Regions from separate parts of the Arabidopsis thaliana genome. Here region 2 is linked to region 1. The links are chromatin contacts, called in public capture Hi-C maps. All regions are on one chromosome and are shown on one strand. Each heading gives the region's core, a stretch centred on a gene start, on an enhancer-like site or on the middle of the called end of the contact. The rest is flanking DNA. Distances are from core to core; before and after follow the strand shown.

Region 1 (4,085 bases), core at 1,068-3,567:
ACCAGAGAAGGGTTCTTTAAGATTGCCATTGGAAGAGGCTGATGAAGAAGACGAAGACCGTATGAAGGAAGAAGATCTGATCGTTGGGCGACTAAAGTTATAGAGAAACGGAGACTGAAGCGTCAAGCCGCAGAAATTGGCGGCCATTGGAGAGGACAGATAGAGAGAAACAAGTGTTGTCTCTGTGTGTGGATTTGGCGGGCTTGTTGTTGTTCTTACGTATCAAAAGAGGCCTTAAAACAGCCACGTTGTTACATGCACTAGCTTTATTCTTCGTTTTTCTTTTGTTCAACACTAGATAACAAGTGTCAATGAATATGGGCTAAATTAAAATGGGTACATCTAACTAGCCCAAGCCCATTAATGACAAAAATGGAGGATAATCTTTGGACGAAGAATCACGAAACAGATCAGAGACGACGAGTAAAAAGGTAATGTGATTGGAAATATGTATGATTCTTGGTTGATCTGAGACAAATATCTAAATTGTACAAGCAACAAATCAAAGAACATGGAAGAAGTTGAGAAATTTAAATGTTTTACAATAATTGACCTAACGCTAATGAAGAAACACTTTCTCCAGAGCCTCAAACGGCGAGATCACCCAGAGAATTCGAAATGATCAATCACAATTACATCAGCTTAAGTATATATATACTTCAATATTTCCAATGCCTGTATGATCATCTCATACACCTGCCAAATACAGTTATATCTCATTAACATTGTATGCGTAAATAACAATTTTTATCTATGACATTTCAGTCGTCTCATATTACTACTTATCGATGTTATCATAACGATGGAACTAATAAGTAACAACAAGAGCAAACAATCGAAAACATACCTCAGACATTGCTTTCTTCTTAATCACGTAGGCCTAATTCAACCTCGAGTTCATCATCTTCCTCAAACAGTTTCAATAGCCGAGCATACTGCTCATCTCTTTTCTTCTTTTGCCACAGTTTGTACAAGAAGAACGAAAGTCCCGCTACAGCACCAAACCCGAGCAGTATAAAGATCACTTTCGTGCCTGTTTTGCTGGAAGAAGTATGAGATTCAGCCTTTGCTCCAGTACTTGAACTATTGGGATCACCAGATATACCTGAAAGTATCATAAGCAATAGAATCAACACAAAGCTGCTAAGGATTTCAAGAAGCCTAGAAGATGACGCTATGTTAGCATGAAACAAAATCAGCTTAATCGTAAATTTTGTTGCAGCGAATATCAATAGTCCTGAAGAAGCTACACGATCTATCCTCAAAAGAGTATAGAATCTGTTGCCTATCGCAAGGGAATATGATCAATTGCTACAAGCATATGCTCAATAAAACATAGAAGAGAAAGCAAATGTACAACTCCAAAAGCCAGGAATCGAAAGAACAGTTTCATTGGTCATACATACACTGATACACAGAATCAAGATACAACATTGCTGGTGATTCATACAAGTATATCATGATGCTAGTAACAAATCAGTATACCAAATTGTTATCATTTACCATTTAAACTACAGATAATCAAGAGATCAAAAAGTGACTCAAAAAGACAAACTTTTGACCAAAGCCCAGAAAACACAACTGAATTTTCACTAAACCGACATGTTTAACTTGAAATTACTTGTCTTGATTGTCAAATCAAATTGTGATGCTTTTGAAATCGTAGGAACAGAGAAATCAAACAATGTTTTCTTGGGAAATCGAGAAAGAGCCAAGTCAAGCTAAATCTAGCGGAATCACTACCAAATCTTACAAAACCTAACGATTCTACCTAAGAGAAACAGGTTTGTGAAATTGAAATCACAGATCTGAAGAAGACGAACCTAAGAAGAAGTGGAGACAAATCGAAGCGCAGAGTAGAAGATGCGACCATGAAAGAGTAATCGTCGAGATCGAGATCTCTCTCATATCTCGATGTCTCTTGGATTTTTGCTTGTGCGCAAAGAAGGACCGATTCCTGTTTGGCAGAAGAAGAATAGGAAGAAGAAGCTTCCAATGTTCTTTTTTTTTAGTTGTGCGAGAAAAGAAAACAAAATGAGGAAACGCAAAGAGTTTTGCAGTTTTAGGTAAATTAGCGATGAACAACGTTTATTAGGTGAATAATATAGTTTACTTGGGAGAAATCCTACTAATATTATTTGTAATTATTACATTATTTTTCATAGCAAGAACACGCAAAAAAAATATTTATGGAACATCAAATGTTCTAGTTTATAAAAATTTTATACAAAGATGGACTTAAACTTGAGAGTAGATAGATCTCTCAAAACTTTAATTTGTATTGAGAGGTTGTTTTGGATTCTCACTTGATCCATTTCTTCCGTAAATGAGATTGGTTCTCTCCTTTGGATCGATTTGCACATTATGAATATTACGGGTCGAATAATTTATTGAATTGAAAAAAGGAAAATTGGCAAATATAACCAACAAAAATACTTTAATTGGTAAACTAACACTTCAAACAATAGAAAGAGATATTATGTATAATATATGTAATATTGACAATACTATACTCTGTTTGTACATCACGCTCTCCTTCTTCTTTCTTCTTCAAAAAATATCCTATTGAATAAATCTTCTTCTCTTTTATCAAGTGTGCTCATTTCATATCTCTCTCCCTTTTCTTACTGTGTTTGTACATCTCGCTCTCCTTCTTCTTTCTTCTTCAAAAGACATCCTAGTGAATAAATCTTCTTCTCTTTTATGAAGTGTGCTCCTTTCATCTCTCTCTCCCTTTTCTTACGAATCTTTACATACATCACCATCAACTGAACAAAAGTCAAAATTATATATGGATCAATCTTAAATGTCGATAGGATCACTCAAATCTGATTTACTCTATTTTATAACAACACCATTAGCGCAATAATACTCTGACTATATTTATCCTTCGTCAGCCAGAGAATACTAGAAAAATCCGGGGAAATCCTTTCGCCAATTATGTCAAATTAATCTTCACTTTCCCATCAAAGTTCATATGAGAATTTTAATTTGTAAAACCATGGAAAATAAAATTGAGAATTATGAACAGCAAATTGACGATCATGTTATGGATTTCTTAGATCTAGAAGCGATAAAGGGTTTACGATGTTGGAAATTCTAAAGGGAAAAAAGCCAATAAATCGATTTTGATTTTGGAAGATTTTTGAGAGATACTATTCTATTTTGTGAATATACTATTTACGTATACATTGTACTATATACGTTTTAAAATAAATTGTTTATTTTGATTAAAGATGTTAAGTGATTTAATCATTGTTTTAGATTAAAACCCTTGGGTTCCCTATATATTATCTTAGGGTTTAGTATCCTTCCATCAAAAAATATTTAATTGATTATTTGGATTCATCGAAATCAAAATTTTAGTTTGAACAAATATATACTATTCTATTTTTCTATAATGATATGTATAGAATTTGGTATCACTATTTATTTTTTAAGAAATTCGTATCCGATTTTTAAAATTCAAATCATATTAGATACACAAAAAAATCTGTTTTTTTAATAGTATTATTAACTAAAACCAATTAATATTGTTAACCTAATGTAGTAAACAATATTAAGAGGGGTGAACATATTTTAATCATATTTTTCTTTCCTCTTCTCAACATAACTTAAACTTTTATTCTTCCTCAAAAGACCACGTCAGCATAATTCACTACACTTCTGTTTTCTTCACGCGCCTTAAACATTAATGAAAGAGTTGGGTGAATGAGTGTGTGGTGAAGGAGTGTGTTGTCATTACACACACCTAATGTGTTACTCTCTGAATTCGACAACTTATGGTGCTAGATATTTAATTTCTTTGCAGGAATTGGTTATTTAGCTAATTCACCCTTGAAAAAACCGAAATAACAAAAAGTTTTTATTTTCGGTCGGTTTCAGTTTTTTCCGTAAACCGATAAGCAGGATTTTAATTTTGTTTTGGTTATCCAAGAAATTCAGTTTGGTTGGGATGAACAGTCGGTTTATTGGGTAATTGTCTTTTTAATAACAAGATTATATGGGCTAGTTCGGTCCAATCTGAAGCCTGCAAAACCCGCATATATCTGAGTTCGGTCTGGTTTGGTTCGTAAAAACTTGAA
Region 2 (3,919 bases), core at 379-2,878, 83 kb before region 1:
TCGATACATTACTGAGAATCAAACATTACTCATTTACTCCTTAATCTAGAAGTAGTCTTTCTCTCCTATCTCAAATCTCTAAATCATCATGGAAATACACTCACTTCTACTATTACCATTTGTTAAAAAAACACAATGAATTCTTAGTACTATATCTATATGTCATGGTTGTGGCTGGGTGTTTTGATTCTTAGTTGCTTGTAGTTTGTTTTGATTTGAGTAAAGAAAGCATTGATGGGAGAGAGTTCTTTCTTAAACTTGTTTCTTTTGAAAATCCATTACAAAAGCATAATACTCTGTTTCAACAACTCTATTACACCTACAAGCTTACTCCTTACATAGTACAGGACATCACCTTTCGTAGACCAGCTCCATCTAGATCTTCCAGGATTTGTGCAAAAGGCCAAAGGTACTTATAAATACTTAGTTCACTAAACTTTTAAATGTAGCTTCTAGTTACTTTCTCCAATTCCTTTAGTTTGGTTTTAGCAACAAAAGAGGCATCACTCAACACTCCCGCTTGAAATTTTGTTGCTCAAACCAAGCTCTTCACGAAAAATTTCAAAACTCTCTTTTCCCAATGCTTTAGTAAGAACGTCAGCTAGCTGCTTTTCACTCTCGACTTCAGTTTGATGTCACCGTTTCTCTCCACTTCTCTGATGACATGATACTTGATTTGAATATGTTTGGTCCTTCAGTGCTGAACAAGATTATTGCCAATGGCAATGGCTGACTGACTATCACAGTAGATGTGTACTCCCTCTTGTGAGGAGAATTTTAGATCTTACAACAACCTCCTCAACCACATAGCTTGATTTGTTGTTGCGCACAATGCCATATAGTCAGCTTTTGCGGTGGATGGATTGAGCAATATATAGTGTCTTGCTTAGTTGGCTTCCATGAGAACATTGTTGATCCAATGCTAAAACAATATCCAGTTGTTTACTTCAAGTCTTCTTTACAGCCTCCCCAATCTATGTTAGAATAATCTTTCAACATTGGCTCCATGATCATTCTCACTTCTCTTGAAGTTTTCTCGACCTAATTACTCATCGATCCTACTATACCATGCTTTAGGCCATAAAGACATAAAGAGCCTTGTGTAAGCTGAGGACATAGTCTTCTTTCTCTTCTTCTTCAAAGCCAATTGGTTGCCATCAGCATATATATCTTCTTCTAGTTTACCGTTTAAGAATGCCGATTTGAAATCTTGATGTTTGGTTTTGTGGCAAAACTCAACCTTTCAATATATATTCCCAAAAACCTGAAGTTGTTAAGGTAAAATTTTGTTTCCGCAATAGAAGAGATTCTTTTTCTTCAGTATCAGAAATTTTTTATCATCCTGGCTCTACTTAAAGTTTTGTGGATAATCAGTTAATATTTTATCAGTAGCTGAGTTCAGTATCCAATTTGTACAGGCTATATTATGCGCGGGACTGTGTCCTAATATTGTAGAGGGATTAGTTAATTAACCGTTTAACAAAGCCAGCGGAAGAAACACAGCGTTATGCAGTATGGCATGATGGCAAAAGAGAAGTCCATATCCATCGAACCTCTATTAATTAAAATCAACTTTCTTGTTCTTGTAGGTTGAAACAAAGAACGTAGTATATATGCGAGATACAACCGTTGTTTCTCCTTTCTCCATTCTACTTTTTGGCAGGATCAATGTTCATCATCAGGTACTGTTAATTATGTCTTACTGTCAGCGAAACATCCCGAACAAATGATTAAAAAACTAACTTTATCACACAGAACCCTGGCCTTAATTTCTAATACAATGCTTGTTGGATACGTAATCTATATTTTCTTTACTTCACTTTCAGTCACAATTGATGGATGGTTGAAGCAAGCAGCACCAGCTCAAACCGCGGTTCTGTTCAAAGAGCTCCGGTTAATCCTGCATTCTGTTCTCAAAGATCTCATCCGAGAACCCGAGGTTGCATGTTCAGTCCTTTGATGGATCCACTTGATGAAGTAGCTCATGCCTAAATCCACTCTTCACGCTTGTTTGTTTGTTTTTTCCCCCCAGAAAGTAGGTAATGTCCACAACGAAGTCGTCAAAGCTATGATTTATCTTCTTAGTGAAGAAGGCAAACCGCAACACTCATGAGCTTGTCCCATGAAATGAAGATCGAATCGTGAGAAAATTTCACCAAAATTTGCGGGATTGGACATGTGTAAAAAGATGCCATTTGGATACTGCTTGATTAATTAAGTTAGAATAACTCTTACAAAAAGAAAAAAGGAATCACCGTTGTTGTTTTTTTTGTGTGAAATAGATGAGGTTTTTATATAACCAATTATGAATAAAATCGTAATGGAAAGATTCAAGCCACGTTCTTGCACCCCGCATAAAGATCCAACTCTAAAATAGTAAAATGATTGCCGTTAGCTCAGCTGTCCCTTAGGAGAAAAAAAATAACCAGCTATAGCTAGACTAATAAAAAGGGTCTATGAAACTGTTAACTGTATTGAGATATGTGAGGATGAGCTGGTAGTGTCGGTAAGGTCAATGAGTATCATCAATCAAGAGAAATTAGGTAATATTAAAGTAGTATATGACCTGGCATCAGGTCACTGGTTACATTATTCGTGTATGACCTAAATACATAAAAGGAGTCCGAGTTACCAAAGGAAGTCTGAGAAAAATACAAACTTGTGTTTTTTGGTATTCACCTAACAAACATAAAACGATCCGAGACCAAATATGGACATGTACGAGTACGAAATATCTCGTATACCTAGAGTGAAGATTCCCTGCAGTCATCCGTTAGTTTCCTGGTGGCTGATGCATACTGGAAGTGGAGACCCCCATGAGTATCTTCCATGCGATGGATGTGGTGACACGGAAGGCAACGCCATTTACTGTAAAATCTGCAAATTCCGCGCACATTTCGAATGCATCATCCAGCCAGACATCATCAACCATCCGTGTCACTCCAAACATCCTCTCAAGAAAGTCTTGGCCGAGACAATTGACTATACAGATGGTAACTGTCATTTTTGTCGAAGCCCACTTGATGAGGTGATGTATCATTGTTCCATATGTAATATTAGCATAGATTTAAGCTGTTGGATATATCCCCCACCACTTACTATTTATCAACCAAAGAGCCACAACCATACATTCACCCTCATGGCGAGAAAGGACTCTTTCACTTGTAACGCGTGTGGGTTGGTTGGTGACCGTAATCCTTACGTTTGTCTTGAATGTGATTTCATGCTACACAAAGATTGTATCGATTTGCCCAGAGTCATAAACATAAATCGTCATGACCACCGCATCTCTCGCACTTACCATCTCGGTCAGGGTGATTGGGAATGCGGAGTTTGTCGCAAACAGATAGATTGGACCTTTGGAGGTTACTCTTGCAAGCGTTGTCCTAGTTATGCTGTTCATTCAAAATGTGCAACAAGGGGTGATGTGTGGGAGGGAGAAGAACTAGAAGATGAGCCTGAAGAGGAAGAAATTGAAGATCCATACAAGGTAATCGATGAAAAAGAAATCCTTCATTTCAGTCATGAACATAATCTAAGACTTGGTGATGATAATGCTGCCGACAATGAAAAGTGCCACGCTTGTGTTTTTCCCATCAATTCTGATCCATTCTACCAATGTGTGCAATGCAAGTTTCTCCTTCATAAAGTTTGTGCTACTCTTCCTCGGAAGAAACGAAATATTCTGCACAACCACAAGCTCGATCTACAGATTCAGGGTAAGCCGGGAGAGGTTTTCTAGTGTAGCTATTGTCTTCAATTCTTCGATGGCTTCAGGTACGAATGTAAATCCAGTGGACGCTGTAACGGTTTTTTTTCACTAGATACGCGGTGTGGTTCCATTTCCGAGCCTTTTCATCATGAACTACACCCGCATCCCTTATATCGTACCTCGGCAGAGCGTAAGACTTGTGGAGCA

What was found. Capture Hi-C pulls out chosen DNA fragments and counts their contacts.
Region 2: a capture Hi-C map of seedling shows a contact between it and region 1, with 2.3 times the contacts expected there. The contact joins the promoter of AT1G08193 here to the promoter of AT1G57765 in region 1. A contact is called at or near these places in 5 of 26 Hi-C or Micro-C datasets (leaf, root and shoot) and 1 of 3 other capture datasets (seedling).

The regions. Positions count from the first base shown.
Region 1 is chr1:21,391,316-21,395,400 of TAIR10.1, reverse strand. AT1G57765 reads right to left here and starts at 2,317. Exons shown (of 3, transcript NM_001084265.2): 1 at 1,824-2,317; 2 at 848-1,105; 3 at 419-696. The coding sequence starts at 1,908. The coding sequence ends at 867. It overlaps AT1G57770 (FAD/NAD(P)-binding oxidoreductase family protein), which reads right to left and starts at 305. Exons shown (of 10, transcript NM_104572.4): 1 at 3-305. The coding sequence starts at 147.
Region 2 is chr1:21,473,328-21,477,246 of TAIR10.1, reverse strand. It overlaps AT1G08193 (a long non-coding RNA gene), which reads left to right and starts at 1,628. Exons shown (of 1, transcript NR_139388.1): 1 at 1,628-2,015. It overlaps AT1G58037 (Cysteine/Histidine-rich C1 domain family protein), which reads left to right and starts at 2,645. Exons shown (of 1, transcript NM_001036126.3): 1 at 2,645-3,919. The coding sequence starts at 2,711. The coding sequence ends at 3,742. It also overlaps the pseudogene AT1G58040.